Regions from separate parts of the Mus musculus genome. Here regions 1, 2, 3, 5, 6 and 7 are each linked to region 4. The links are chromatin contacts, called in public promoter capture Hi-C maps. All regions are on one chromosome and are shown on one strand. Each heading gives the region's core, a stretch centred on a gene start, on an enhancer-like site or on the middle of the called end of the contact. The rest is flanking DNA. Distances are from core to core; before and after follow the strand shown.

Region 1 (2,846 bases), core at 25-2,524, 2.0 Mb after region 4:
CAAAAAGTGGGAGTGGGTGGGTAGGGGAGTGGAGGGGTGGGTATGGGGGACTTTTGGGATAGCATTGGAAATGTAAATGAGGAAAATACCTAATAAAAATTTTTTTAAAAATCCTGAATAATAAAGTAACTGCTGGAATATCACTAAAAAAAAAAAAAAAAAAAAAAAAAAAAAAGAGTAGCTTTTGGGGTTAGAGAGGTAGTTTAGAGTACTCGTTGCTCTTGCAGAGGACCTGAGTTTCATTCTCAGCACCCACATGGTGGCTCACAAACATCTGTCATTCCAGTCCCGGAGGATCTGACACCCTTTTCTGATCTTCTCAGGTACCAGCCATGCATGTGGTAAATATACATACATACACACAGGGAAAACACTCATACACATGAAATGAAATATTTTTTTAAAAAGTAGCTTTCAACAAAAGGCAGAGTTTTGGTCACCATAATGAGGGGTACTGCTGATAGGCAGGCAAATAATGTCAAGGATGCTAAACAGCTACACCCCAGCCTCTTTTTAAAAAAATGATGGTAGGTAAATGATTTCCAAAAAGCTCTTTACAAGAATCTGGACAAAAATTTAGTTTTAAATGTGTGTGCATGCATGTGTATAGATATATGAACACAATGCTCTGGTGCAGATACACATGCCTGCACAATGTTCTGGTATGTCCATGTATAAGTAAGAGCATACACAATGCTCTGGTATGTGTGTGTATAGACATGTACACACACACACATACAGAAAACTCTTTGGAAATGTACACACATATATAAAAACTACTGGGGGTATAAACATAAGTAAACACAATGTTCTAGGGTGTGTGTACACACGCATACACAATGCTCCTGGAAGAGTATACACATGTAAACGCAATGCTCTGGGGCCTGTGTACACATGAGCACACACAATGTCCTTGTGGGTGTATACATACACAATACTCTGGGTGGAGTCTACACGTGCATACACAATGCTCTGCATTCCTTCTTGCCTGCCTGGAACTTCCAATAAGGGCAGCGTTTTCTACCGGCAAAGAACCTCGATTCCTCAGAAACCTGCCTCCCCGTTACAATCCAGATTCTAGGAAAGCACAGCCTTCGCCTGCCCAGATCCACACATCCTACTCCGCGCCCAGCGCTCGGCGCCAGAATGTTTCCAAACGTCTTCAGCTGGGTCACCGCTGCACCTAGTTCACTCGCGCGTAGACTCAAAACTGTCCAAGTTTCCGGGGCCACTCTGATCAGCCAGCCGCCTAGGCGGCCTGCGCAGGCGCACCAAAGACCACGCCCCAGTGACGTCACGCGGCGGTTACCGCGCTTGGCGCTCGCGATTTAAAACTTACTCCGGAGACGTGGAGAGCAAGATGAGAATTCCGCGCTCAGGTGAGCTCGAGTGGGTCCAGGCGCGGCTGGCAGGATCAGGACCGAAGGGTGCTCGCGTGGGCAGGTCCAGAAGGGACGAATGTGTTCGGCGGGGTTCGGCCGGGGGCTCCGGCGGGGGAGGGGAAGAGAGTGCAAGGGAAAGCGGGGCGCTGGGCCAATCAGGACGCAGCTGCCAGTGGCGGCTGGGCTCTAATACTCCCCGCGCCCTGGTTCTAACGGAGGATAAAGTGGGTTTTTTTTGTTTTTTGTTTTTTCTGGACTGGACGTTGTGTGGGGAGCTGTGGAAGCAAAGTGTCGACCGCTCTGTGTTGAGCATTCGTGCCTGTGTTTTGGAACTGATTCTAAAGTCTTGAGGGCTTCCTTTGGGACAGACCTTCGGTCAGACGCCGAGATTCGCAACCGAAGAAGCCTGGGCACTTGAGATGGAGACTGGAGGATTAGAAGTTCAAGGTTGTCCTCAGCTATAGCGACTTCGAGGCTAGCCTGGATTACAGGAGACCCACTCTGAAAGGGGGCGGGGGGTGGGGAACGAAACAGATAAATACCTTTTCCTCTTGGAGCTTGTGTCAAGTTGAGGTAGTATGGCAAATATTTGACAGATAAAACCTAGTGCTATAACTCCTGTCCGTTATGGACTCGAGATTTTTAAGCAAACATTGAGAAGAACTTTATGGGCTGAGCATCCTGTACAAGAGAAGAGCTAGGAAGGAACCTGGACTAGTCTAGGAATTAACTACACCGTAGGTTCTCAACCTTTGGGTGGCAGCCCCCATGGGGAGGTGTCAAATGACCTTTACACGGGGTTCGCCTAAGATCGTCAGAAAACACAGATATTTACATTATGATTCATAACCACTAAATTTACAGTTATAAAGTAGCAATGGAAAATAATTTTATGGTTGGGGGTCACCACAACATGAGGAACTGTGTCAGAGGGTCACAGCATTGGGAAGGTTGAGAAACTCTGAGCTAGACCGTCATAACTAAGCTTAGTGAGACTGACCACCTGGTAGACCTAAGTCATAGTTTTGGAATAATAGTTTCAGTTTGGATTTGTTGCCTGTGACTTCTGGAGAGGCGCTCAGGTGAAGGGGTTCGTATCTACTGGGCGAGTTTGACCGAGGTCCATAGGCTGGGAGGTAGATTTGTTTTTCTTCATCATGGAGATGATAAAGCCATGGGTACCGGTGAGATCACTAGACAGACCTTGCAGAGAATACATTCAGGACCTGCACCAGTTGTCCGGGTGTGGGGAGGAAATAACTCAGGTTATGGGTACCACAGGGCCTAGAGCAGCTCAAGAAGAAAAAGATGAGTCCCGAAGTGGGCACTTCAGGCTGAGAACCGAAGCAGAGCAGAGGAGCTGAGGAACGTGCTCTTGACTTCAGTAACAATCTGTTGAACTAGACTCTTGTCTACTGCCCACGGCAGAGAGCAGCGGGGGAGGAGTTAGCCCCTCCGTGCTTC
Region 2 (2,806 bases), core at 116-2,615, 1.4 Mb before region 4:
GTACACAGACCCTAGGCAAGCACTGTGCTTATTTGGGCCCCCAGAAGTCTCTGTGCTCAGTTCCTGACCACCTGCCCTTCTTTGGTGACGGCCCAGTTGTAACTCTTCGGAGAGTCCAACGCTTCTTCTATCCGTGCCTCCAGGTTCTCCCGAGTGATGAAGTTTTTTGCCTCCTCCTACAGGAAGAGAAAGGTTGGCTTTGTGGGATCTCTCCCAGAGCTGGCTGCCTGCACTGTCTCTAGTCCACGGGTGTCAAAAGAACCCAGGGTCTCTTTGAGTGTCCCACCAATCGTCCAGCACAACTGTACTAGGTGACCTCGACCATCATATTGCTCTTCCTTGGACAATCACCCATCAGATCTCTCGGCCACAACCCAAGAACAAATCGTGACAACCTGATTAGAGGTGGGTGGACTCTCTCAAGTGCATGAATCCCTCTTACGTGTTAAAAAGCGCTCCATTCTCACTTACGGTTTCCCTGACTTCAAGTTTCACAAGGCAATACTAGCCTGTAACCTTTTACTGACCATTGCCTGCGAGGCATACCCTCTGCGCTGATGGAGAAGCCTCCTGAAGACTCTGGTCACTTGACGCCCAGTGCTGTCATCCCCCCCCCCCCCCCCCAGCCTCCCTTGCTGGGGTCTCCAATGTCCACATTCCCCATGACCTCCTGCATGCCCACCTGCAGCTTGAGCACTTCTTGCTCTTTCAGTTGCACCCAAGCCTGCTCCTCCTGAGCCCTCTGGGCCTGGGCCTCAGCCTTCTGCACCTCCTGGGCCTGTGCTTCCAGCTGCAACCTCGCTATCCTGCGAGGGGCAAGACGCCGAGGGTGAGCGGGGCCACAGATGAGCCTAGCCCAGCCCACCCAGTCCCGGGCCTCTCGCACCGTAGCTCCTGCATTCGCCGGTTCTCGTCCCGGTTCCAGGCCATCAGCTCCCGGTGCTCCGTGATGGCCTGCTGCGCCTTGCGCTCGGCCAGAACCCCGGCTCGGGCCTCGTGCAATTTCCTTCGCACCTCCAACGTGAACTCTAGCCTGGGGAGGACGGGCTTCGAGTCAGCACCCACCCTCGGCCCCGGCCCTTCCCGAAGGGCGTCTGCCCTCCACACGCACAAGCACACGCACCTGAGAGCGCGCACGGTCTCCCGGTACTGTCGGTAGCGCTCGGTCAACACGAAGAATTCCGCAGGGTCCACGGCGGGAGGCGTCTGCACCCGTCCGACCTTGGATTTGGCAGGCGGGTCATGGCGGGTCTTGCGGCCGCGCACGGGCAGGAGCAGCGGGGTCGGGGGCCGAGTCTCCGGCCGCGCCGCCAGGCGGTTCAGAGCGCGCAACATGACAGCCAGCGCCTGCGCCTGCGCCCGGCCCGGAAGTGGCCGCGGAGCACCACGGGAGCCTCCTGTCCTCGTCCCTGTTGGGCGGAGCTCTTGCTGTCTGGTCCAATGCACGTCCGGACTCTCGGGTAGAGTGGGAGGGGTCGAGGGGCACCTTGGAGACCCACAGCTTGCTGGGCTGCGTCGCCCGCTAAAGACAGCTACACCGCAGGACGCTCTGCCCACTTGTTCACAAGTTTGGACACCGTCCCAAGTGTGTGGCTCTGGGGCTCTCTGGCCCGCCGATGGCCTGTCTACCCTCCCAGACCTGATGCAAGAAATTTGGAGTTCCTGGCTACTTTAAACTTTAGATTTGCAAACCATTTCCTTGCACTGCACTGCCCTGCTGTGGTCTTGGGGGAGCTCTGCAGTTGCCAGAGTTCTCAGTATCAGTGACAACTTGTTCTCAACTGGGCGACCTGTGAGGTGACCCTTGTCCTCTTCCACCTGACCCGGGGTCTTCCCACCTCGAGACTACTCTTATTTATGAAGTACAATTTCCTCTCCAACTGAAGAGAAACAGCAGTGCAGCAGGGCAGAGAGCATCTGTCTCAGAAGTAGCTCGTTCCCCTCTGCCTCTCCAGCAAGGAGAGTTGTTGGAAATCAGAAGCTGACCCGAGTACTGGGGAACTGAACTTTCACCCCACTCATTAGTATTGTCTAGACCAGATTCTGCAGAGAACACCAGGCCATGGTCCTGCACTTCCAGGACACTTGGGAGTGTCTGAGGAGCCAGGACTGGGTGCAATAACAGACATTTTCTCAGAAGAGAACAGAGGCTGCTTAAACCCTGCTCTCAACTTCCAGGCTTGGTGGAGGCCCAGTCTGCACTTTCTTTCTCTCAGTCAGGCTTTGGAGATGAGATGCCAGAGTGTACTCTGGAGTCCTGGGGGCAAGCTGGTGACAGGTTTTCCTCCAGGGTTCCGGCCATAAGACCATTGCTGGGCCCTGGAGGATCCAGGATGGATGGTCTGTGGAAACCAGGGCATTACTGCTGCCCTACCCTGGAGTACCACAGGGTTGCTCCGAATGTCAGGGAACCTGACACTCCCACCCTGTTTTTGTTTTTGTTTTGTTTTTTGGCAGGGTCTCACTAGATAGCTCTGTCTAGCCTGGAACTTACAGTGTAGATCAGGCTCACAGAGATCCACCTGCCACTGCCTCCTAAATTCTGGCATTAAAGGCATATGCCACCATACCTGTCCTAACCCTTTCTTCTTCAGGGTCACCCTAGACAACCGGCAACTCATCTCAGATAACTTAAGTGTCTAGGCCAAGAGAATATTCTAGGGTATGGGCCATTTCCCTAGAGGCTCCCTAACCTTGCTGGCTCTGAAGTCCTCTCGCTAGTCAGGTGCACCCATCCTTTTAGAAGGTTTCATAAATGTAAGAGATTTAGATCTAAGGTAGATGAAAGTGTGGAGTCACTCTGAGT
Region 3 (2,844 bases), core at 62-2,561, 1.9 Mb after region 4:
CTGGGCAACAAAAGGAGAGAAGGGTTGGGGAGAGAAGCTTGTAACAACATGGTGGAGGTGAATTACAGAGAGGAGATTAACTCAAGTCCTGAAAACAGTCGGGGATGGGGCTGGAGAGAAGAGTCGAGTTGTTCACCCCAGTACTGCTTTCCAAGAGGACCCAAGTTCAGTTCTTAGCCCCACACTGGGTAACTCAAAACCTCCTGTAACTCTAGCTCCAGGGACTCTCAAACCCTCTCTGGCCTCCACACAGGCATCTGCATACGTGTGCACAAACCCACACGAACATACACATGCACGTAATTAAAAATAAAACAGATCTTTTAAAAAGATAACCGGAAGAAAATTAACATCTATGAATCAGAAACGAGTCAGTAAAAGGTATCAATAGATTTTGTTCCACTTCATTACACCTAAATCCAAAGAAGCTCTAAACCTTGGTTGTTGTGCACACACCACTCATCTTCCATATAAACTTGAGTAAAACTACTGCTCTAATGCTAAAGATGGGCTTTACATTAGATGGAAAAATAGCATCCAGCATCCCCTTAGTACTTACTTGGCCCGTCTTTCTTCCTGCATCTGTGGTTTGGTCCGTTGAGCCTTATCTCCCATTCGGGTTCCCTCCAACTTCCCAACCAGGGACAGAACCTCTCCCGTCGGTTCATCCCGGCGGGTCCGGTCAATGAGAGAGCGGTCAGCTTGGAGCACAAGATTTGAGTTCTGAAAAGATCATACTTTATCAAAACTTTGATATGTATAGTTTTGAATCCTGTTATTACAGTGACAGCAGATGATGGGAAAACAGTGGAATAAAAAAAAAATCATGCTCTTAAGAAGAAATAACATAGCATTACACGATGCGCGAGCACTATTGCTGTCTGAGAAGGTGAACGACCAGCGCTCCTAAGAGCATCCACAACAGCCCACATTTGGGTAAAATGTTGGGCACATTGCGGGTAAAGAGAAGAAGGTGCGAGTTTAGCGCTGAGGGGGCTGGGGAAAACCCAACTCCTAAATTCTCAAGCGCCCCAAATTCCACGGGGTTTTTCCTTCGTGTTTTAATCCATCCTTCACCCAGCTCTGATCTCCCGCTCAAGTGTCCGTGGCTGTCCACGACCTCCCCTGTCTGCACCGGTCCTTCGAGACCACACGCACCGCCTTGTACTCGTACTGCAAACTGCGGGCAGTCACATCCGCCATGGCTGCTGATGCTCCGGGAACTCAGGGTTCCACTCTTCTTCACGCTCCGAACCGCTTCAGCGAACCGCCCTGGCACAACAGGTACAACGCAGGACGAACGTAAGGGACGGAGAAAAGAAACGGACTTGCTTCCGCTTCCGGGACGCCCGCTAAACGTGAGACTTTCCGGTTACTAACCACTGCTTCTGGGCGGGGTTTGCGGAGATGTACAGTAGTACATCCGGGTCAAGGATTCCATTGACCGACGAGACACACGCGCGTGCAAATTGTGGTTCCAGGCATCTCTACCTGCGACAGAGCCAAGGCCCAACCCCTAAGCGTATGTTGAAAGTCCCTTTCTGTAATTCTTTTGGTTTCTCATACCAGCCATCCTGTGAGGCAGGCAGACATGCAGGCAAACGGAAACTAAGGGATAAGGAAGCTGAAGGTTCAAGCAAGTTAGCAAGACAGGCATGGTGGCGCATTCCTTTAATCCCAGCACTCGGGAGGCAGAGGTAGTGGATTTCTGAGTTCGAGGCCAGCCTGGTCTACAAAGTGAGTTCCAGGACAGCCAGAGCTACACAGAGAAACCTTGTCTCGAAAAACAAAACAAAACAAACAAAAAACCAAAACAACAACAAAAAGACAAAAAAAAAAAAAAAAAAAAAAAAAGCAAGTTAGCATGTACCTAGTTCTAGTAACCGACTGGATTTCTACCCCAAACCCCTTTCCGCAAGACTCTCCCCTGTGTCAGCTGACTGACGGTAGAGGAAGAACTATTTGTGCCCAATCTTTTGTCACAGCCTGTCAGGACTTTAGGTGTGCGGATTACAGCATATGTATAACTTTGTCCTCCTCAATGTGACACGAATGTTTTACTAAAGAAATATATGAAAAATAAATAATATGTATGGAATTACTATTCAGTTTTATTCAGCAGTAGTGGTACCTTTTATGTAAAGGTGGTATTTAGTCTTTTCATAATTCTCTACACAACACTGAAAGCAAAACAGTGAGTTCTGCTTTCCCTTGATATTTAATAAGCACGAGTGAACCTTAAGTCTGTGTCCTAATCCACCCAGCCATTTTGCTGGCAATTTTTTTTTATTGTTTGGTTTATCATTTACATTTTATTCTATGTAGATAGGTGTTTGGGCTACATGTATGTTTGTGTATCATTACATGCAGACTTCCACGAAGTCCAAAAGAGGGTGTCAGATCCCCTGAGACTGGAGCTGCAGATAGGTTGTGAGTTGCCATGTGTGTGGAGGGGTTGGAACCCAGGTCTTCTCAAAGAGCAGCCAGTGTTCATAACCATTAAGCCATCTCTCTAGCCCTTATCTGGTTTTTGAGAAAAGATCTCCTGGAGTCCAGGCAGGCTTCAAACTTGCTATCCAGAGACTTCTCTTGCACTCTTGATCCCCCTGCCTCCAACTCATAAACACCGTGGCTGCAGCTATGGATGGTTGTGACAAGCTGTACCTTATCATATTTAACAGTAAGAGCAGCATAGTAACCCTAGGTTGGACTCATTTACTTTTTTTCTTCTTTATTAGTAGGAAGAAGTTTTATCGTTTAGGGGGTCTAAGAATTTGCATTTCAAATATAGTTACCTTCCCAAATGGAGTTCCACTTGGAAGATATAAAATAAGCCCTTGTCAA
Region 4 (2,700 bases), core at 146-2,645:
TTTTCCTAATGGCTACATCAATAACAGTTTAGTATTTCAGACATATTGTATATGTATTTATGTATTGTATACATTAGCAAGATCCTTTTCTGTGCACCCCTCCACCTCACCCCCTCACCCCTACCAGCACAGCTGGAAAGTAGTGAAGGGGACACAGTGGCTGAGGAAAGGAAGAACACAGGATCCAGTAAGAATCAGGGACTTTGTTCCAGTGTGAATTGGTGGCCACCAGAGAGTTTTAAGCAAGGGATTATCATTACTAGAATCCAGGTCATTATATGGAACACAGAGGGTCTGGCAAGCCGGGGAAAGGCTGGGGCAGGTGCCCTGGCAGAGGGGAGTGTGAAAGGTGGTGACAAGCAGAGGCATGTCCACTCGGGGACAGAGAACCATGGTTTTTAGATTCTTGGATGCATAGCCAAGGCCATGTATGGGAATGGGGCTGGGACTGGTTCTGGAAGGTATTTAAACTAGAAAATGAAGGGAGTTGTGAAAGGAAAAAGCTACGATCAAGTTAGCCTCCTTTACCTCTCCAGTTGTGGGTGAACTTGGTGGCTGCACCTGCTCTGCACACTGCAGGAAGCGGCGCATGTGTTCAGCACAGTTGCCCACTGCTGCCTCATTCAAGCGAAGACACTTCTCAAAGGCTTCAAAGGGCTCAGCACAGGCCTGGCGGATCTGGCGGATGATCGGGCTGTGGGGGGTAGGGCATTTTAGACCCTGAAGCATTCAAACCCTACTGCCTGGCACCCTCTAGCCCCCAGTTGTACACTCACTGGGAGGACGTGCAGCGAGCAATGCTCATCTTAAGGTGGTGACAATCTCGATGCCACGACTCTGGCTTGGCTGCCACACATTGGCCATACTGATCCAGCTCTCGGCTGCAGTATCGAGCAGTGACTTCCAGGGCTGCCTGCCTGTGGGACAGGGTAAACTGAAGATAATCTCAAGAGAAGGCAAGAAAGAGTTCTGATTTTGATCTGTGATTGGACTAGTCTGGATTGGGGGTGGGGGGTGTAAAGATCCTGTGATAGGGACAACCAACGAGGGGCAGAAATAAGCGCCGATCCCTGCGCGTTGTGGAACAAGGTGGGATTTCCCGGGAGATCGTGGAAGTCCTAAGACAAAAAGTCTGGCTATTGTGAAGCAGGCCTGGAGTCTTGAATTCAGTCATTTCCCGTTGGGGACCGTGCAGTCTGACAAGCATGATCTAGAGTTATAGGGAGTTGTAACTCACATCTCCAGGCGAATTCAAGCGCCGATCAGTCAGGGAGAAGAGACCCGCCTTTTCCGGTATCAGGTTGTTATGGCGGCGCCCAACCCAGACCTCCTGGCCTCACTCTTCCGGTCGTCGAGCGTCCCTGCCACTCATCCCACATTGGTCCAACCTTCATGGCTGTGTCCTGCTTTGCTTTCCGCCTCACTGCCTATCCGGGAGGAGGCCCCTGTAACTACTTCCGGTCCGTCAGCTATTTTAGTTTATTTACTTCCGGCTTGTGGTGGTCGCGTTTAGTGATCACCGGAAGCAGGACTTCGGCCGTGATCGAGCAGCCAGGCACAGAGCACCAGAGCTGGTTCCCTGTAGGTCAGATCTACAGCCGCTCGCGCTGCCACTTTCCCGGCTGGAGTTGAGGCCACCGGCCCGCGTGACTATGGCTCGGCACACGCTGCGGCTGAGGCGGCAGCTGTGCCCGCCGCTGCTAGTTTAGGAACACGGGGATTGCCCTCTCAGGCTGAGCTACCAGTGGCTTTCCGCCACTGCGTATTCTCCTCCTGACTTTAGTTCCAACTTGACGGAAAGGAATGATCTTAAACGCCACATTGGGCTTCCCATCCGATTATTCACTCAGACATGTCCTTTTCCTGCCATAGGTGGTAAAGGCAGGATGAGAGTGGGTTTTATTGCTTGCTCCTTGCAATCGTGCACAAATTATTTTCTTTGTAATTTCCTTAGGTGGTGTTTGCACCCTCTCCACATTTGCCTTCAGATTATAGGGCTAGACCTGGAAGTTCATTTCCCTGTAAGGCTAAATATTCCTCATATGGAGAGGCCTAAGCTAGAGAAAATGAGCGGTAAGGTGATTACCTTAGCACGCAGTTGTAAAATGAGAACGACTGCTTTGGCCTTCATAATATACAGTGACACTTTCATTTTTGGGAAACTTGACACTCCACACTTCTAGTTTCCTTTTGTCTGGTTGCTGTCAAAAGAGTCATTAAGAATGGAATGGAGAGAACTAGATAACCCTAAGGTTTGAAGTGAAGCGGATCTGAGAAATGCAGGTCTCAAGAGTGCTTCTGTTACTGGGGTTCCCTTCTGGGGAGCTCATTAATGAAAGAACTTTAAAAGGTACTCATTTAGGACAATCAAGGGCAATGTTATTGGTCTGAGAGAAAACACCAGGACAGGCACGCTGTAAATGTCAGTAGCCGCTAAGAGGGAGCAGGAAAAGGAAACTAGGGACATGTGTGTGATGTACATGTGTGCAGGCAGAGGCTGGCGGCAGGTGGCTTCCTCTATTGCTTGACACCTGAAGCTTTTTGGAGACAGGGTGTCACTGAACCTTAAAACCCACCAGTGAACATCCAGGAGCTGTCTCCTCATCCCAACACTGGGATTCCAAGTCTGCCCTACCATGCCTTTTCTGCAGGTTTTTATGCAGGTGTTGGAGATCCACAACTCAGGTCTTCCTGCTTGCA
Region 5 (2,801 bases), core at 117-2,616, 1.5 Mb after region 4:
GAGACAAAACCTGTGGTCAATATTTGATGGGACTGCTCTTGGAGTTCAGCAAATCACTTTCCTTCCAGAAAGCAGCATGAACATGTAACATCCAGAAGGTAGGTATTTACTCAGTAGAAAAATTTACTTCTTTACCAATTCTAGGTTCTATTTAAGAAAAACTGATATTGGAGAGGTTTAATTGATAGCCAAAGAGATCAAGGTTTTAGGAAGGGTGTACAGATAGTAATGGGAGATCAAAGAGTCATTGTCAGTCCCTGGAGATACTGGGGTCATCTTGGGTTTCAGGATCCAGTTGTTCAGACAGGTATGGTATGACCATTTGTGACCACCCAATGGCCAGATGAGAATGGGTATCAGCCCTGCTTTTTGGTAATGTATAGTTGAAACAGCCCATCCCTTTGGAAGTCCCAGTGCTGGAGCTTTCTTAAGCCTATCAAAAGAGTGTTCCTTAATCCCTCAATTACAAATGGTATGGGCTTGGGACCCTCATTTAATTTCTCATGACTGGCCTGGCTATTTCTTTAAATATTGTAATTCATATTCTGCAGTATCCAGTTAATTCCAGAAAAGCCAAAACCTGTCTTTTGGTTCAGAGAGGGGGCAAATCCAGATCTCATAGTACCAAATGAAGGTTGCCTTTTTTTTTTTTTTTTTTTTTTTTTTTTTTGCCTCACAAATTGAGAATTTTCCCTAGAAGTTTTGCTTCCTTTTTGAAGTTTTGTAGCCTTTTTGAGCTTTTGAGATACAAAGAGGCCAGGTGGGGTGATGCACACCTTAAAGCCCAGGTCTTTGGAGGCAGAGACAGGTGGATCTCCAAGTTTGAAGCCATCCTGGTTTACATAGTGAGTTCAGGACACAGAGAGAGGGGGGTGGGGTGGGGAATGGACTGAGCTACAACGTTTAAAGTCTGTTGTTTGGCTGGTATCCTCTGAAGCAGTAGGTAGAAGGTCACCCTCATTCAGGATTACAGCTACAGAGTTGGGTGTAAATTCTCCGACATGCTACCAAATCTGGGATTAAACCTACACCACGAATTCTTGATGGAAGACTGCGACAGGTATGTTTCTGGGCTCATGCATCTGGGATAGTCTACTGAAAGAACGGGAACCCTGGCTTTCAGAAAAAATAGGTACACTGGCAAACCGGAAACGAACTAGAAATCGAACTTGTGCTGTTTAGGGTCAGAGCCTGGTCCTATCCGTTTCAGCACCACAGACCTGGAGTGCAACCTTGTGCAGGATTTTACCCGTCATCTCACGGCGCGCCGGCTATTGATGCTTCTGGGAAGTGTAGTTCATGCAAAGGCAACACTATGATTGGAGCTCAGAGGCCGAAGATCTTCGCGCAGGCGCACTGCCTTCCCGACACGAGGCGGTGAGTGTTCGCAGGTTCCCAGTACTCTTGCCAAAGGTGAGGGTTGCGGGTCTAGGTGTTCAAGAAGCCGAGTGGACGCGGTGGCGGAGGAGACACGGGGACACTGGGCACTTGGGGGAGGGTTAGTGGGCGTGGCCTGTGTGGACAGAGAGTCTTCCCTTCTGGTGTGTGTCGGTTCCGTGGGGACAGTGTCCTCGTAGGGTATGTCCACTGTGTGTCAGAATCCTGTACTTTCAAGTTGGAGATCCCGGTCTTCCTTTCGTTCCTTCTTTCCATGATGGGTGCTACGTGGATGTGGATGGTACCGACGCTAAATCTGGGAGCATCCACTCCATTCTCTCCCAAGTCCCCTAGAAAACGTCTCCCTTTGCTTCAGCTTCTCGCCCTGAGCCTGCACCGGAATGTCCTGGTGTGAGCATAGGGTGTTCCTGGACGATACCGGATTTGAGGTGAAGAAAACCCCAAAGGAAATCGCAAATGGCTTTAGGCAATTTTAAGATGATATTGACTGGAGTGCACTGTTAAGGAATAGTGGGAAATAAGGGTGAAGGGACTATACTGCGGCCAGACAAGACCCACAGTATCAGAGTAAGACCCACCAAGCACGATATTTTGTGCGTCTCAAATGAGGTCAACATAAACAAAATTTTGAGAAACAATTCTAGAGGTTGACATTCTGACCACCGTTAAATCGAACTAGCACAACTTCGTTCCAACCACCAGTAAGTGTCAGATGTCTAGAAGTCCGTGGGATGGCCAGTTGTCTGTTACTCCATTGAAGTTGTTGGCAATTTACTAGTGATCTTTTCCCTAGTGTTCTTTTTACATTTGAGATACGATCTTATTTTGTAGCTTAACCTGGCGTTGTGTTAAGCCTTAGCCTTCCAAGTGCTAGCATTACGGGTGTATATCACCATAGTTCTGTTTTCCGTGAAATTTCAGTCACGCGAATCAAGCTTCCCGGGATGCTGGGATGTGTTGCAGGTAAAGATCTGCTTAACTTTATGGCTATCTTTCAATGAAAGTAAATTATAACAGAATTAAAAGCTTCCAGGCAGACTTTTCCCAGTTCCACCTCAGCCTTTTACAAAGCCTGACTCTCTTAATTGCTGTGAAATAGTGCCTCTCTTATTGATGTATGACGATGGAACTAAATTATCTTTATAGAAAGCACTCAGCATAGTGCCTCATGAGAGCAAGCACTCAACGCTAGTTATGGTGGAGTTCCGTAGTGCTCCAAGTGTGTCTAGCCGCTGGACAATAGATTATTTAATCAAGTTGTCTGTCATAGATGCTTAGGAGAGTCCAGATTTTGGTTGCATTACCTAAAGATTAAATAGGATATGTGTAATGTGCTTAGGAAGCTGGCTGGCAGATAACTTTCAATAAAGATAACGTGTTAGTGATGGTTAATTAAAGCCGTT
Region 6 (2,763 bases), core at 159-2,658, 1.3 Mb after region 4:
TCATAGGAGCAAATATGGAGATAAAGTGTAGAGCAGAGCCTAAAGGAAAGGCCACCCAGAGACTGTCCCACCTGGGAATTTATCCCATATACAATTATCAAACCCAGATACTATTGTGGATGCCAAGAAGTGCATGCTGAAAGGAGCCTGATATGTCTGTCTCCTGAGAGGCCTTGCCAGAGCCTTACAAATAGAGGCAGATGTTAGCAGCCAAACATTGGAAGTGTATTCTTAATCTACTTTGCTTGCTACTATCTACGAGGAATGCAAGAACCTGGAACTCCCTCTAGTGGTGTTTACCAATTCTGCCAATATCATGGCCACAGACAATATTTTCGTGTGCAGCTATAAAGACATGTCAGGAATGTTCCTCTAGTTAGATGATTCTAGGAAATCAAATGGGAAATCACTCATAATTCTTTTCTCTAGGTTAGAAAATGTCTATCTGTCCAGAAGCTGCAATATCTTTTTTATCAACTTGAAGGAGCTGAAAAACTCCCAGGACCTTTAGAAACAGGAAGGTAGTAATCGCATGAGTCTTTTATGTTCTACTTGCTTTGGTCAAGTGACCCTAGAGAGGCAAAGTGGGAAGTTATTAAAACTCAAGAAGCAGGGAAGACTAGATTATTTCTCAACTCACTCTCAGGGCACATGAACATGTTAAATATTTATTCTTGGACTTCCGGACTCTTTAAAATTACTATGAATATTTTACAAATACGTGTGGGTGTGCCTTTATGTGAACCAAGTGTGGCAGAGGCCAAAGGCATGGGATCCCATAAAACTCTGGATGGACACACACACACACACACACACACACACACACACACACATATACATGGCTATTTGTCTTCATTCGTGAACCAGACATAATGATTGTGGTTTCCTCATTTGTTATATGAGTATGTGCCACGGCATGCATGTGGAGATCAGAGGACAACTTGAGGAAGTTGGTTTTCTTTCCTTCCACCTTGTGGATGCTTTTATTCACCGAGCCAGCTCACCAGCTATGCCATTTCTGTTAAGCAAAGAGGACAAAAATTCGTGAGTGACTCTCAAGACCCAAGAGGACTCAAAGGGGTTTCAGTCACAGAATCGTCACGTTCGGCCTGGTAGTGTAATACTGTAAGCCAGTTGCCATTTATACCGTTTTTTAAAAAGTAATAATAATAACTCTATGCCAAAACATGGCTAGTGTCTCACTAGAATGGAAACAAACCTTAGCTCAGTCAGCACCTAGCATAGGACTCACTAAAAGGCAAATGAAAAGAACTGCGGGCTAGGGACGGAGGGGGCGGGGACGGAGGCGGGACTTTGTCTCCCAGCAACGGCCGCAGCGATTGGCCAGCTCTCCCGCAGCGGAGACCAATAGTCAGGCGCGCTGCCCACGTTCGACATCACAAGTGCGGCTGCGCGGGGAATTCGAATCGCCGGCGGCCTTCGAGACTCGGGGTTAGGGGCTGATGGGGAGTTTGGTCGGCGGCTGGTGGGGTATTTCGCCGCTGCGCGTTTTTTCTCGTCATGGACAACCTAGAAAATGTCTTTCGGTAAGTGTCGGTCAGGTGCGGTGAGGTGGGCCGGTCGGGACGGTTAGAGTCCGGGTCCCTCAGGCGCGCTTTCTCCTCAGCGCCGCTTCCTCAGCGGGTTCGCTGCACCAGGCCTCAGCCAAGGCGGTAGCCCCCGGGTCACTCGAGTAGACGTGCAAGCTGCAGCCGGCTACCGTTTTGTGCCGAGGATTTGGGCAGTCTGCGGAACCTTCTGAAGTCACGTATCTTCTCCATGGGGAACTTCCTCTAGACGCGAGGGACGCCCCGCCTTCAAAACCCAAACTTGTGTGGTGGTGGAGATTTTTGGAGAAAATTTCAAAGTCTGATAAAAATGCCACCCAACTAAGGAAAGAATTTATTATTTCTCGATTGCCTGATACGTAAGAAAAAAATTAAAGCTGAACTTTATGGGGGGGGGGGAATGCTTGCTATTAAGTCATTTGAGGCTTCCTGCAGGCACTGATTGGTTATTTGTTTTTGTTTTGGGGTCTGGGGGCGGGCGCTTAGGTGACTTACTCAGCCTGTGATGTTAAGCCATTTAAAACTGTTAAATCGGATGTTACAAGAAATACAATTTTATTTTCATCAGTTCTTTAGGTATTCTAAGAGTAAGATATCCAAAATCTGTTGGCGTTAAGCAATTTAATTTTTGATCAGATCGACTAAGGATTTCCCCTCCCCGTTCTAAAATAGAAGCTAGGTATTTTGATTTTTAAAGACTAATTTATTTTAATGATTTGATGTTTAAGCCATTTTCCCAGGAGGTGTGGTTGGTGTGGGGCTATTCAATGTTTGTTTATCTTGGACAAATATTTGTATTTCTTATTTTGCTAAATAAGAACTTCTAAACACAGAAGTAGTGCTGACATTTCAAACATGCTAAAAAGAATCCAAAATGAATCCAAAGTGAAAAAGTGAGAATCGTTGACTTAAAAATAAATTGCTAAAATCTCTACTAAATTATGAGAAAACCATTGCAGTTTCTCTGAATGATCATTTCAGTTTGCCAGTGAAATATATTTTGAGATATAGTTTTCTGGTCATCTACCAAAATACTACTTTTAAATTCTTTTTCTCCTAATCTTATCATTTCTCAGTTTAAAAACCTATGGTTGTTTCTCAACTTGATGCATACTGAGAATACAGTTAATTGCCATGTATCCTCTCTCCAAAGTTGTACACATACTATTCTCACCCTTACTTGCTGTAACTTCTG
Region 7 (2,700 bases), core at 199-2,698, 1.8 Mb after region 4:
CTACTGTGAGCCCGAGCATGGGAAAGTCTGTGACTTTGAGAGCGAGTGCCAGGGAAGCCATATGACTGACCGAGGACTGGGTCCATCTGAGCTTCTAACCAGAGAATGAAGGGAGCAGTAGTCACCATCTACACTAAAGCAAGATTACCGCTGTTCTGCCAACATTTCAGCCCATGATGACGCCAAGATCTGAATTCATTTCCATTGCCAACAACTTCAGCCCAATGCGTCTGTGTTCCTCATGTCCGAGATCCCCAGACAAAGATGCCCTGAGCCACAGACTTCTTTGTTCCTTAACAATCCACCCCACTTGGCCAGGTCACGCTTACACACCGCTACTTACAGAGAGATTGACATGCTCTCAAATATCGACTGATGATTTTACTCAAGTCCCAAGCCGAGAGAACACCAGTGCTCTTATCAGATCATTCTAAAGACATTTACAGTATCTCATATAAAAAATATTAACCAGCAAAAGAATACAGAAAAACAGACAAGCATTTCCTCATGAAACTTGATTTCCCTGCATGCATGGGGACATTTCCTCTCAATCTTTTCCGCATGTCCACATTCAGCATGGCTTTGGAGTGTGGCCCCGTGTTCTCACCTTGGTTAATTGCGGGGATGTCCTTGTCCTGAAATACCGGGCTTCCCTCAGGAGTGAAGCCTTCTGGAACACTGGTACTGCAGACTCCAGAACATCTGGATGCTGAGGGTGCTCCCATGCTCAAACCTGGCTCAGGAAGACAAGTGCAGACATATAGATGCCCCCGGGACTCCACTGTGAGCCGGGACAGCAGGCAGCAAAATCCAGCCCCTTCCAGGAGAGGCCACCCAGGATGCATTCCTGAAGCCTGCCTGGCTATCTCACTCATCATACCTGGTGACAAGGCCTAGATGCCTTCAGTGAAGGAGATCCCTTTAAGGGACTAACACTTGGCTCAGAAAGGCTAGGGCAGCCAATATGAGGCAGAAAAGAGGCACAGTAGACTTTAAATCTTCAGGCAGCACCAGAATCAAGGCTGGCCTCAGACCCTACTCTTGAACATTTCTCTCCACTCAGGCTGAGTGCCTGCTGCCCCAGCCAGGCTAGAAACTGGCTTACCTTAAAACAAGTAGGTATATGGTATGACACTTGGCAATCTGCTGTTAGGTGGGCCCTCTCTACTCCTACAAGTATCAGGAGGCCTCCTCCTTGGTTCCCAGGGGCTCACTCATAGGTACAACCCTACAACGCCATGTTGGAGCTGTGAAACTAAGTTAAGATTATCTTAAGCCACAGCTGCAGCCTCTGGCCTCTTCCCAATGTCCCAGAGACTGGAGCCAGCTTACCTAGCAAGGAGAGCATAGTTAATATCCAAGGCCACAGGCTTCCCATGATACCCATGGTGGGTCCTCACTGCCCTCTTGGCAAGCAACACACAGAAATGTGGCAGGGAAAGGCCTCCTTAACTCAGGGACTCTACCATCCACCCCCTTTAATAGGGGCTTCTCCAGCCCACACCTGCAGCCTCCCAACCACCTCCACCTGCAGTTCCTCCCAACAACTATCACCTGAAGACCTGCCCAGTCTTACCAGAGGACTCTACCCCTGTCCCCAGCCTGAGCCTTCTGGACCATAGTCCCATCCATCTTGGCTGAAGTGGGTAAAAAGTGGGCCGGGGACACAAAACAAATCCTTAGGATACCCTTGAGCAGGGTAGCTTCCCTGAGATTCCCCCTCCTGCCACCAGAGGGCAGAGAAGCATTGCAGCCTCATGTAGTTCATGACTTGGATTGAGATCCAGTCACTAAAAGGGGGCTTTCCTTTTCCTGTTCCACCAACTACCGGAGGGTTCAGACCCAGAAAATCTGCTGGGAAACTCAAGGCACCTCTCCCTATGTGGTCACCATACCCGTATAATCTCTCCCCTCCCCCCTCCCCTCCTCTATTTATACGAGAAAGGGTCTCATTAAGTAGCTTTGGCTGTCCTGGAACTCAGTATGTAGACCAGGCTGGCCTCAAACTCAGAGAGATCTGCCTGCTGCCTGTGTCTACCTCCTGAGTGCTGGGATTAAAGGCATGTGTCACTATGCCCAGCTATAAGCTTTTATTTCAGAAGCCATATAGGAAAGTACACAGGTTGCAAGACTCTGAGAAACTTCACACTGAACACCAGCATCATCAGCACCCAGAGACGCCCCCCACTGCAGAGGGGACACTTTTGAACTCTTAGACGCTCATATGACTGTGGTCCTTCCAATGCCACTGCCCACTGACATGATCGGCCAGGGCCCCTTCCCATTTCACTAATTCAAAATACAAAGCTCCCAGACTTTCTTCCTTTACATCCTGCCATCCAGAGACCCGGCCTGGATGGACAGCCTGGAACATACCAAGTCCACCCCCATGTTCAGTAAAGGAAAGCCAGAGCTCCACAAGGACCTGTTGGCATTCTTGCTGAGCCTGGGGCAAACATCTCTCAAGAAGTAGAAGCTAGAGCCAGACAGAGGGGCTATAATAAAAGCAGATGCTGCTGATGCCTGAGCAGAATCTAGACTGGTTTCCAGGAATCCGATGGATATGCTAATTATCTTGACCAGCAGACTCATTCCTTCACAGTGCTTATATATGTCAAAGCTTGTCAAGTACCTTAAACACTCCATTTTTTTCCCATTAAAAAAGAAGATGCCAGGGGTGGTGGCGCACCCCTTTAATCC

The links. Promoter capture Hi-C pulls out the DNA fragments that hold promoters and counts their contacts.
Region 1: a contact with region 4 is called in a promoter capture Hi-C map of liver, with 4 times the contacts expected there. The contact joins the promoter of Ncaph here to the promoter of Chchd5 in region 4. A contact is called at or near these places in 1 of 39 promoter capture datasets (liver) and 1 of 115 datasets of contacts at active chromatin or transcription factors (microglia).
Region 2: a contact with region 4 is called in a promoter capture Hi-C map of liver, with 2.7 times the contacts expected there. The contact joins the promoter of 4930473A02Rik here to the promoter of Chchd5 in region 4. A contact is called at or near these places in 2 of 39 promoter capture datasets (both in liver).
Region 3: a promoter capture Hi-C map of liver shows a contact between it and region 4, with 7 times the contacts expected there. The contact joins the promoter of Snrnp200 here to the promoter of Chchd5 in region 4. A contact is called at or near these places in 2 of 39 promoter capture datasets (liver and pre-B cells), 2 of 484 Hi-C or Micro-C datasets (both in embryonic stem cells) and 1 of 9 other capture datasets (adipose tissue).
Region 5: a promoter capture Hi-C map of liver shows a contact between it and region 4, with 2.6 times the contacts expected there. The contact joins the promoter of Zfp661 here to the promoter of Chchd5 in region 4. A contact is called at or near these places in 4 of 39 promoter capture datasets (hippocampal neurons, liver and pre-B cells) and 1 of 9 other capture datasets (adipose tissue).
Region 6: a promoter capture Hi-C map of pre-B cells shows a contact between it and region 4, with 2.3 times the contacts expected there. The contact joins the promoter of Bub1 here to the promoter of Chchd5 in region 4. A contact is called at or near these places in 2 of 39 promoter capture datasets (cranial neural crest and pre-B cells), 8 of 484 Hi-C or Micro-C datasets (embryonic stem cells and extraembryonic ectoderm) and 1 of 115 datasets of contacts at active chromatin or transcription factors (astrocytes).
Region 7: a promoter capture Hi-C map of liver shows a contact between it and region 4, with 4 times the contacts expected there. The contact joins the promoter of Astl here to the promoter of Chchd5 in region 4. A contact is called at or near these places in 2 of 39 promoter capture datasets (liver and pre-B cells).

Annotation. Positions count from the first base shown.
Region 1 is chr2:127,132,382-127,135,227 of GRCm38.p6, reverse strand. Ncaph (non-SMC condensin I complex, subunit H) reads left to right here and starts at 1,274. Exons shown (of 18, transcript NM_144818.3): 1 at 1,274-1,379. The coding sequence starts at 1,361. It overlaps Gm35347 (a long non-coding RNA gene), which reads right to left and starts at 1,275. Exons shown (of 3, transcript XR_374955.4): 1 at 932-1,275.
Region 2 is chr2:130,562,308-130,565,113 of GRCm38.p6, reverse strand. 4930473A02Rik (RIKEN cDNA 4930473A02 gene) reads left to right here and starts at 1,365. Exons shown (of 9, transcript NR_040348.1): 1 at 1,365-1,460. Mrps26 (mitochondrial ribosomal protein S26) reads right to left here and starts at 1,357. Exons shown (of 4, transcript NM_207207.1): 1 at 1,124-1,357; 2 at 887-1,033; 3 at 683-806; 4 at 1-176. The coding sequence starts at 1,335. The coding sequence ends at 57.
Region 3 is chr2:127,206,853-127,209,696 of GRCm38.p6, reverse strand. Snrnp200 (small nuclear ribonucleoprotein 200 (U5)) reads right to left here and starts at 1,311. Exons shown (of 45, transcript NM_177214.5): 1 at 1,159-1,311; 2 at 560-723. The coding sequence starts at 1,203. It overlaps 1810024B03Rik (RIKEN cDNA 1810024B03 gene), which reads left to right and starts at 1,417. Exons shown (of 2, transcript NM_198630.2): 1 at 1,417-1,522.
Region 4 is chr2:129,128,395-129,131,094 of GRCm38.p6, reverse strand. It overlaps Chchd5 (coiled-coil-helix-coiled-coil-helix domain containing 5), which reads right to left and starts at 1,395. Exons shown (of 4, transcript NM_025395.3): 1 at 1,238-1,395; 2 at 777-917; 3 at 529-694. The coding sequence starts at 1,239.
Region 5 is chr2:127,583,242-127,586,042 of GRCm38.p6, reverse strand. Zfp661 (zinc finger protein 661) reads left to right here and starts at 1,366. Exons shown (of 5, transcript NM_001111029.1): 1 at 1,366-1,413.
Region 6 is chr2:127,830,504-127,833,266 of GRCm38.p6, reverse strand. It overlaps Bub1 (BUB1, mitotic checkpoint serine/threonine kinase), which reads left to right and starts at 1,408. Exons shown (of 25, transcript NM_009772.2): 1 at 1,408-1,547. The coding sequence starts at 1,522.
Region 7 is chr2:127,340,384-127,343,083 of GRCm38.p6, reverse strand. Astl (astacin-like metalloendopeptidase (M12 family)) reads right to left here and starts at 1,448. Exons shown (of 9, transcript NM_001291003.1): 1 at 1,333-1,448; 2 at 608-733. The coding sequence starts at 1,387.